3 separate regions of the Gossypium hirsutum genome follow, and all the other regions are linked to region 1. Evidence: chromatin contacts called from public Hi-C data. All regions are on one chromosome and are shown on one strand. The core of a region is the stretch at or near the end of the contact, and the rest is flanking DNA. Distances in the headings are between cores, read along the strand shown. Region 1 holds the start of LOC107938838 (TBCC domain-containing protein 1). Region 2 holds the start of LOC107888817 (transcription factor E2FA). Region 3 overlaps LOC107941903 (delta(12)-fatty-acid desaturase FAD2).

Region 1 (3,229 bases), core at 196-2,695:
AACTCACACATGACAACTGCACATGATGGGACTCAGACACCATGCATAAAATTATACGAAAGCTAAGAAACTCGACTAAAACTCACACGACAACTGCACAGATGGGACTCAAACACCTACGCATATAATTACGCATGGTAAGTCTCAAACCTGGGACCCAAGGCCTCCGCCTTTACCATTTGGGCCAAGGCCTCATTGGGAATTGTATTTTAACTTTAATTTATTAAAATTATTGTTTTTATAAATGCATTGTTCAAGAAGTATGCATTGCACATCCTTTTTGCTTCAAAAAGCAAGCGACAAAAACATCAACCAAATGGAATTTTACAAAAAATTAAAACAAAATCCTATTTTATCAATAAAAAAAATAATGGTAAAATGTTAAGCAAACTCACACATAATTGTTCCATATAAACATATATCACGCATTGTTGGCATCTGAAAGTTAAATTAATACTTCAAAAATATTATTGCCTTTAGTTTACTAAGAGATTTTGCATCCTATTTCCAAAACCAAACATAGCCTCAGTTATCTAAAAGATTAAATCCTCGAAGACATCTTTCCGTTAGTCAAAACAGAATCACATTTGTTCTTTCCCAATGCCGAGCAAGAGTCAACTTTTCGCGAATTTCATAAGCCCACAGCATCAAAGGCGTTTATTTTCCTAAAAGTAACCATCAATCTACCATAATTGTATAAACGACATTGAAATTAAATCAATAACCACCTAAGTTCCAATAACCACAAATTCAATTAAAAAAAACACATTTCACCAAAAAAGAAAAAAAAAAGGGATAGCGAAGGGTCAGGCTCCTTACCTGCAAAGGCGAAAGGGCCGACAAGTAACCATCGAATGCTGACATGGAAGGCCAGACATCGGCAACCGCAGCGGAGTCCTTGTGCGAGCGCGGCAAAAGCCTCTTATACGATTGAATATACAAAAACAGGATCAGATCACGCAAATCGGCACCAATGGAGTCGACATCATCCGGCAGGGCGGTTACGAGCGGGTCGGGTTCCGAGTGGAGGACAGAAGCGAGAGTTTCAAGGACGAGACGCGAATGGTCGAATGAGATCTGTAGCAATTCAGCGAGGGCCGCCGAGTCGACTCGTTGAGTTGAGGGGGATGCGAATTTTTGCTTTAGAGGGGTTAGTGCTTGGACGGGGTCGTTGAATATGAGCTTCTGGATTGTTAGGAGACCGTGCTCGAAAGGCTCGCGTCGCGGGTGTAAGATAGCGGTCGGTATTGGAATCGAATTCGGGTCGCTCGATGACGTTGATGGTTCTATGGGGTCGGCCATCGCTTTGATTTAAGATAGGCTTTTTTTGCTAATGAAAAAAATGAAATAGAAGAGTTTTGTTCTGCAGATCTTCGAGCAATGAATGATGTTGTTGAAGGGGAAGAGTGAGTGGTTGGGTGCGGTTAGGTGGGATCGGGTATGGTGGAACCGCTGACGTGGCTGGATTTACTGGGATGTAACGTTAGTAGAGGCAATCAGTTATTTAGGTCAAATTTTATAGAAAGGTCCTTTTATTATGCATTTTGTTAGATTTAGTCCTTCTATTATAATTGGATTATATCTAATCTCTTTGGTTTTTTTTTTTAATATATATTTTCAATCCTGAAATATTTTTTCCATTAATTATGTCAAAAAGTTTGATATGGTTTTTCAAACATGCGGTAATGTAGCCTTAATATTTTTATATAGTTCGATAAATTTTAGGGTAAATTGTACCATTAGTGACTAAATTATGAATAAATTTTTATTTTGATCACTTAATTAAAAAACTATAATTTGGTCATTAAATTATTCAAAAGTTTTCATTTAAGTCACTGAGCTGTTAAAATCGATATTATATGACTTTTTTTATTTACATTATCTAAACCAATCAAAAGCTCTCTCTTTTTTGTCTTCTATAGTTCAGCTTTTTTCATGAAATAGTTTTAGACGTCACGAATCTGTAAACAAAAATTCAAACAACTATTATTCTTCTCGTCAATGAGTGTTGATCTATCATATCAATTGTCAAATCATTACTTGGAACTCAAACTTTTTTAAAAAAAATAACATAATTGCCAAATGACTTAAATAAAAACTTTTTAATAGTTCAATTACTTAAATAGAATTTTTTGAATAATTTAGTGATCAAATTATAACTTTTTTAATTAAGTGACAAAAAAACACTTATCCATAGTTTAATGACTATTGGTGCAATTCGCCCTGAAATTTATACATAGTTTCCTCTTTTTATTTTTATTTTTAGATTATAATAAAAAAAAGTATATGTCACATGTTTAAAAAATAAATTATGCCAAATTATTTAAAGAAATTGATGAAATAAATTAGCCTAAAAACCATAAATGTACATATTAAAAAATTAAAAAAAATACAAATGATTAATTCTAGAGGAGGGATTAAATAAATGATCGTATAGTACAAAGACCATACATATAATATGACCAATTACTTACACTTGTTATACCCCTGCCTGGGTACCTACTACGGCTCTCATGCATGTACATCCTGCACGATGTAAAGAGTTTCCTCGCGATGCCATCAAACACAACCATCATATTAAATCTAATTTCATTATTATTCTCTTCACCAATTATAAAGTTCGTCACAACAAGATATATCTAAATTACACATAAATTTATATTTAAATTAGACTCTACTAATAAAACAATCATACAATACGAGACTATTCAAGCTATTTTTCACTTATAAATAATTCTTTTTTCCGAAATCAGGATTACAAAACGAAATTTGCAACTTAAATTTTTCTCAAATATCACTTCAAAACCTTTAAAACCCTCATCATTAGTGGTTCTCCACACCACCTACAATGTTGATGGTGCGCGAAAAATTGACATATTTATGTGTTTTATTTTAATAAATTTTTAGACATGATGCTACTAATTTTTACGTTTATTTTTTAATTTCTATGTGGATGTAATATAAATCTAAAATGTGAAGAATAAATAAAAATATAGAGTCACTTGGAAGATTTGGATATAAGAGTAGCAATTTGACCTGCAATGCTTTTTAGATTTTAAGAAAATTTTATTTTTATTTAAATATTATTTATAAAAATATTAATTAGGAATTTAATCGAATTAAATTTTATCCCTTATATTTTATTTAAATAAATATTTAATTTACCTTTAAGAAATTGTATAAGGGTATACCACTAGAAATTAATTTCACTGAAAATTGGAGGGGAAGG
Region 2 (3,229 bases), core at 229-2,728, 260 kb after region 1:
TTTGGCTTGTTTGGTTCAATAGAAATCGATTAATATATGATAAAGTAAATGTATCTGGGAAGGGCATTGCGAAACAGACTTATAGCTATATTTCTGAGTTAAATGGGATTAAAGAGAAGAGACTTACCGTTCAGTCTACTGGAAATGCTGTACAGGAAAGAAGAAGATCGAGAGTCACAATCTACTTTGACGCGGCCTTTGATCAACAGACTTTCAGATCAGCATCAGGATTGTTTGTAAAAGATGAGAAAGGACGGATTCTTGCATCAAAAACGATCATTTACTCCAAAATTGCAAATCCATTTTTAGCAAAAGCGCATGCAGGATTACAAGCAGTCAAGTTAGGGTTATTCATGGGTCTAAATAAACTGGAAATTGTGGGAGACTCAAAGACAGTAATTAAAAAATGCCAGAACACAGAGATAGACAAATCAAACATCGGTGTGATCATCAGAGATATTCAGCATAAGAAAGGCAGATTTCAAGAGATAAAGTTCCACTTCATACCCAACATAGAAAATCTTTACGCTCATACTCTAGCAAAAGAAGTGTTGAAGAGAGGAGTTAGCCATTACCTGGTAGGAGGGCTTCCAGATTTTGTTCGACAAGCATCAGAGGAGAGGAGACCAAGAGAACCAGATTGAAAGAAAATGTAGGTGAAGGACTGTTTGAAAAAGGTAGTAGGAAATCAATTGCTTCCCTTGGAAACTGCTACCGTCATAATGCTGAAGAGGACGTGAAGCGACAACACATTGAAGCCCCAGTTAGTGATTTGACTGGATAAGATTTAATTAGGTTAACTATTTTTTATTTTATTTCTGTTTCGATTTTTTTTTTTTAGGAATCATGGACCTGTTTCTTTAGGCCGACCTTGCCTTATATGCAGGCTTGAAATTTTAGTAGGGCTCCTTATATGGACTTAGCCCAGTTCTGTTTTACTTGTTTTTCATTAATAAAATAGCAGTCAGATCTTTTAGTCGAAAAAAAAATATTAAAAGCTAACAGTTTAATGATAAAAATTAAAATATTAATAATTAAAATTTATGTCAATGTTTCTATTTAAATAGATATAAATTAATATTTAAATAAATTATTATATTAATATAAATCATATCATTACAATATTTTTTTAGATTGAAACATATATTTCATGTAATTAATATTAAAAAAATTAACATTAATTTTATTAGTAAAATATTAATATTTGAAATAATAATATTACAAACCAATATTTTAATATTGTACTAATAATTTTATTATTTAAAATTCAATAATATTTTAGTATTTATGTCTATATTCTTATATGAAAAAAAATCAAAAGAACAACCAAATGATAAGTTACATTTTTCTTTTATTCATTCAAACATAAAAAAAAAATCATTTAATTTTTTTTTTCATATTTCCGGAAATATATTAAAAATAAGTGAAAATAATAATAACATAAAGTTATTAAAAAATATAAAAAAGAATATTTTTCTATTCTCAAATTTCTTTTCTTTCATTTTCCCTCCTTTAACCCTTTCCCTCTTCGCAACTTTCCCTCATCCTTCTCTCCAACCCTCACTTTCTCTTTTTTCCAAGTGAATTTCTACGCTCCCCTCTCTCTCTCTCTGGTTTCCTCTCTCTATCTCTATGCCGTATACCTCAATGTCCGGTGTGGCTCGAGCCTCCGCTTGCCCCACGCCGCCGCATCCTCCTCCTTCTGTGGCTGCCGTCTCCGCACCAGCTCCGTCGGCTCCTTCGATTGTTCCGCCGATACGCCGCCACCTGGCTTTCGCCTCGATGAAGCCGCCATTTGTTCATCCGGATGATTATCATAGATTGTCCTCTAATAATAGTAACAATAATTTAACCACCGGTAACAATACTCGTGGAATTAGCGCCGATCAAGAAGTTGAAGCGATTGTTGTGAGATCTCCAGTGAGTTATTGTTATTTTTTTGTAATTTTCAAATAATGTTTTTCACATTTTTTCCTTAAAAATGGTGGTTATGGCGTGGTTAGTCAACTGTCAACATGTTTTCTATTTAACGATAATTTTACTCTCATTTGACATATATCGTTATATTTTGTTCGATTGCAACTTTTATTGACAATTGATAATCTCCAGTTTTGTTGTTCACTTAGTGGAGTTGAAATTATCAGTATCATTAGCATTATTTGACTCTGCGGTGAAATTGTTATGCTTGTACTTTAATACGTGATTTTTTTCGCAGTGCATTTATGTTTTTGATGATGTATTTGATGGTATAATGGGCTTTGGGCTGAATAAAGTGCTTCTTTGCTGAACTAAGTTGAAATTTAACGATGCCGGCATCATCCAATGGCTGAAACTTGATGGTTTATGCACTTTCATGCTCTGAGAAACTAGTTTTTAGCACTATAACTTTTGACCGACTTGATGAAAGTGAATATCTAGCTATTGGGTTTTTGTTTGTAATGTTTTGGATTTCAGACGTAATTGCAATTGGTAGCATATTAGTTTCATGTAATAAACTTGCTATACTCGGAGAGGAAGAAGATGCATGTGCTGCATTGTTGGTTTAGAACAGATTGTTAGATGCCATGCCCTATGTGAAGAAAGCTTGAAGTCTGTAAATTCTTTGGATGTTGCAGATTTGATGGTTATTTGATAAATGATTCGGTTGACATTGTTTTGACTCTGGCTGCATAATTTCCCCCTACAAATTATGATTGCTAATCTGTTTCAAAACCTATGTTCATATATGAAGTATTCTTTCCACTTGTTGTCCTCCACCTAATAACAAGTGAATCACTATTGTTTGTACATACTTGATTGTTTCATGGCATTGATCACCATGAGTTTAGGCCTTTGTAAAAGCCTTTGCATCAATTAGTCAAGTAATTCTGAAGGTTTTTATGGTTTACACTTAACAGTAACTCATCTTATGTATTTTATCATATATTTGCATTTGTTAGACTTAGTCTCTTCACCCCCTCCCCTTCAAATTAATCAACTGTTAGTTTAAGCATAGCCATAATAACTTCTGAGGTGAACTTGTATTTCTTCCTGCCATTAGCAACACTTTGAAAGACCACTGGTTTTTCTCAGAAATTAAAAAGGAAGAGTACAACGGTGAACAAGGAAGTTGAATCTAGCCAATGGACAACCAGTCCAAGAGTTACCAGCACAGCCAATAGTCCGTTCGAGACACCTGTCTCTGCTAAAGGAGGAAGGATAAATAACAGATCAAAGGCCTCCAAGGCCA
Region 3 (3,229 bases), core at 335-2,834, 260 kb before region 1:
TGACACAAATTTTTCTTGAAATCAAAATTTTGTGTACTTAAATTTTTTATATTCAAATTAGTTTAGGTCAAATAAGCTTAGATAGATTTAAATGATTTTAAAATTTTACAAGTTATAAATTTTTATTTCAAACTTAATAAACTCATTATACCCAAAAAGCAATCTTTTCCATTGATACGAATTTTTATACTAAAAAAAAAATTAGTTTTTAGTTTAATGTTGTAGATTTAATTTAAGAACTATCTTATCAAAATTCAATATATTAAATTATTTATATTTTTTCTATAAATTAAAATATATATGATCAATTGGTTTAAAATTTTTATTTCTTATCAATTTTAATTCTTTTACAATTAGTATAAAATTGAAAAGATAATTTTTACTTTTTGTTAATGTTTATAGGATATAAAATGAAAAAAAAAAGTACACGAGGGACACGGTGGAGGCAAGAGCTTGGGGCAGAGGATTTGTATTCTAAATAATATATATATATATATATATATATATACATGCAAAAACACATTGTGAAGTAGTGATATTTTAGTCATTATTTGAGTTGATGTTCAGTTGATTTATAAAAAGTATTAATCAATAATATAGATCTTTATCTACCTTAGTGTTTTAATTAAAATAGCTAGCAGTGTTAATTATTTGGAATAATTAATGATATTATAAAAAGGGTAAATATACCTTAAGGTTCAAATTAGTATCTAAGGTTTTTTTTTGTCTAATTAGGTACCTAAATTTGTCCTCAAGGTTCAATTTGGTACTTAAATTTTGCTTTTGGTTTAAAATTAGTATTTGAACTTGTCTTAATAGGTCCAATTGGTTCAAATAAGTCTTTCTTTTTAGAATCAAATAAGTCATTTATTGTACATATTAATTTGGACTAAAAACCAAATTCATGTACTAATTCAAACCAAAAAGTTAAGTTCAGATGCCTAATTGGACTAAAATAAGTTTTGTACCAAATTAAACTTTAAAGTCAAGTTCAAGTATCTAATTAAAAAAAAATCTTAACTACTAATTTAAACCTTATAGTTAAGTTCGAGTATCAAAATGAATATTATCAACTAGTATCCTTGTAGGGGTTTAGAGATTAAAATTGAGTAATTAACATGGAGAATAATAATTTTGGTTTGTTTATGGTTAGTGAAGTGGATTATATTGAGACTAATAAGTTTAGTCGGTTATTTAGCAGATATTTTTCTATTAAATTTTCAATCTACCATGTTTGTTCTTTTAACCATTTCCACTATCCATTTATTTTTTCAGGGTGTGGAACAATGGGTGCTGGAGGCAGAATGTCGGTTCCACCGAGTCCAAAAAAATCCGAATTCAACTCACTGAAGCGAGTTCCATACTCAAAGCCGCCCTTCACTCTGAGTGAAATCAAGAAAGCCATCCCACCACACTGTTTCCAGCGCTCCGTTTTACGCTCATTCTCATATCTCCTTTACGACTTTATATTGGCCTCTCTTTTCTATTATGTGGCCACCAATTACTTCCATAACCTTCCTCAGCCTCTCTCCTACGTGGCTTGGCCTCTTTATTGGGCCATGCAAGGTTGGATTTTGACCGGCGTTTGGGTCATAGCCCATGAATGTGGCCACCATGCCTTCAGTGATTATCAATGGCTTGACGACACCGTTGGCCTTATCCTCCACTCTTCTCTCTTAGTTCCATATTTCTCTTGGAAATATAGCCACCGTCGTCACCATTCCAATACCGGTTCCCTCGAAAGGGATGAAGTGTTCGTTCCCAAGAAAAAATCTGGTTTAAGATGGTGGGCCAAACACTTCAACAATCCACCGGGTCGGTTTCTGTCAATCACCATTCAACTTACCCTTGGTTGGCCGCTTTACTTAGCTTTCAACGTTGCCGGTCGGCCTTACGACAGGTTCGCTTGCCACTATGACCCTTACGGCCCCATATTTTCCGACCGGGAACGACTCCAAATCTATATCTCTGACGCCGGCGTCCTCGCTGTCGCCTATGCGCTCTACCGTCTCGTGTTGGCCAAAGGGGTAGGTTGGGTTATTAGCGTTTATGGGGTGCCATTATTGGTGGTTAACGCCTTCTTAGTAATGATCACGTATTTGCAACACACTCACCCATCTTTGCCGCACTATGATTCCTCGGAGTGGGACTGGATGAGAGGAGCTTTATCAACTGTGGACAGAGATTATGGGATTTTAAACAAGGTTTTCCATAACATAACCGACACTCATGTGGCTCATCATTTGTTTTCTACAATGCCTCACTATCATGCAATGGCGGCCACCAAGGCGATAAAGCCAATATTGGGGGAATACTATCAGTTCGATGGGATGCCTGTCTATAAGGCGATATGGAGGGAGGCGAAGGAGTGTCTTTACGTTGAACCAGATGAGGGCGACAAGGACAAAGGTGTGTTTTGGTTTAGAAACAAGCTTTAAATATTTGCATTTTACCTTAGGCATGTTCTAGTCGTTGATGTTTTAAGGATATTTTAGCCGACATACTTGGTTTTCCTTTTTGGGACTTTTTAGCTTTGTATTTGCAGAAAATAATCTTGTTCACTATTAAATAATGGTAGAAATAAATACACAGCATGGATTGGCAATAATTAATTTACTTTCAAGCTTGACACCTAATAAGATTTTAAGTTTGTTTTATAAAAAAAAGGATCTTTCAGTTTGAGTTATTGCCATAATATATGAATATTGATGTTGATTTTATACAAGTGTTTATATATATAAATTTTGATTTTATTTCAATTATAATAAATTAATAACATAGCACCATTTTCAGTTTGCTTTTTGTGTATATAAAATGTTACGTTTACTAAGAATAATTAAATTTATTTGTCTTTTAAAATATGTATAATTTAATCAAAATTATAATAATATATAATTGAGTTAAAATTGAATTTATATTTATAATTATATCAAATTAAAGTTGATGTAACATATTACACATTTAATTAAAATTCATATGTAAATTTTGAGGTTTATTCTAAATTAATTTCTATAATCAAGATTGTAAGGATCAATAATCACTAAGAGAGGGGTTAATTGGTGTTTAAAAAAAATAAAGCAAAAATGGCAAACAATAGACTCAAAAATTTATAGTGGTTCAGCCCCAATTGTCTACATCTACTACCTTAGCTTACCACAATTAAGGATTTTTTAAATTCACTAAATCCGAACCTTTCAAAGATAAAGTTTAACCTTTACAATCTATCTTT

What was found. A called contact is a pair of places that touch in the nucleus more often than the background predicts.
Region 2: a contact with region 1 is called in a Hi-C map of leaf, with 3 times the contacts expected there. The contact joins the promoter of LOC107888817 here to the promoter of LOC107938838 in region 1. A contact is called at or near these places in 5 of 34 Hi-C or Micro-C datasets (anther, leaf and petal).
Region 3: a contact with region 1 is called in a Hi-C map of leaf, with 2.8 times the contacts expected there. The contact joins the enhancer-like site here to the promoter of LOC107938838 in region 1. A contact is called at or near these places in 3 of 34 Hi-C or Micro-C datasets (all in leaf).

The regions. Positions count from the first base shown.
Region 1 is chrA01:54,512,424-54,515,652 of Gossypium_hirsutum_v2.1, forward strand. LOC107938838 (TBCC domain-containing protein 1) reads right to left here and starts at 1,446. Exons shown (of 8, transcript XM_041111740.1): 1 at 820-1,446. The coding sequence starts at 1,302.
Region 2 is chrA01:54,776,642-54,779,870 of Gossypium_hirsutum_v2.1, forward strand. It overlaps LOC107888817 (transcription factor E2FA), which reads left to right and starts at 1,479. Exons shown (of 14, transcript XM_016813047.2): 1 at 1,479-1,920; 2 at 3,073-3,229. The coding sequence starts at 1,633.
Region 3 is chrA01:54,255,992-54,259,220 of Gossypium_hirsutum_v2.1, forward strand. It overlaps LOC107941903 (delta(12)-fatty-acid desaturase FAD2), which reads left to right. Exons shown (of 2, transcript XM_016875531.2): 2 at 1,276-2,608. The coding sequence starts at 1,287. The coding sequence ends at 2,438. Among protein-coding and RNA genes, the nearest start is that of LOC107941903, 22 kb to the left of the region's middle. Within about 2 kb of position 1,585, at least 2 of the 9 cell types and tissues checked have an H3K27ac peak or open chromatin away from gene starts, as enhancers often do. A contact at or near this core is called in leaf, where this site is marked.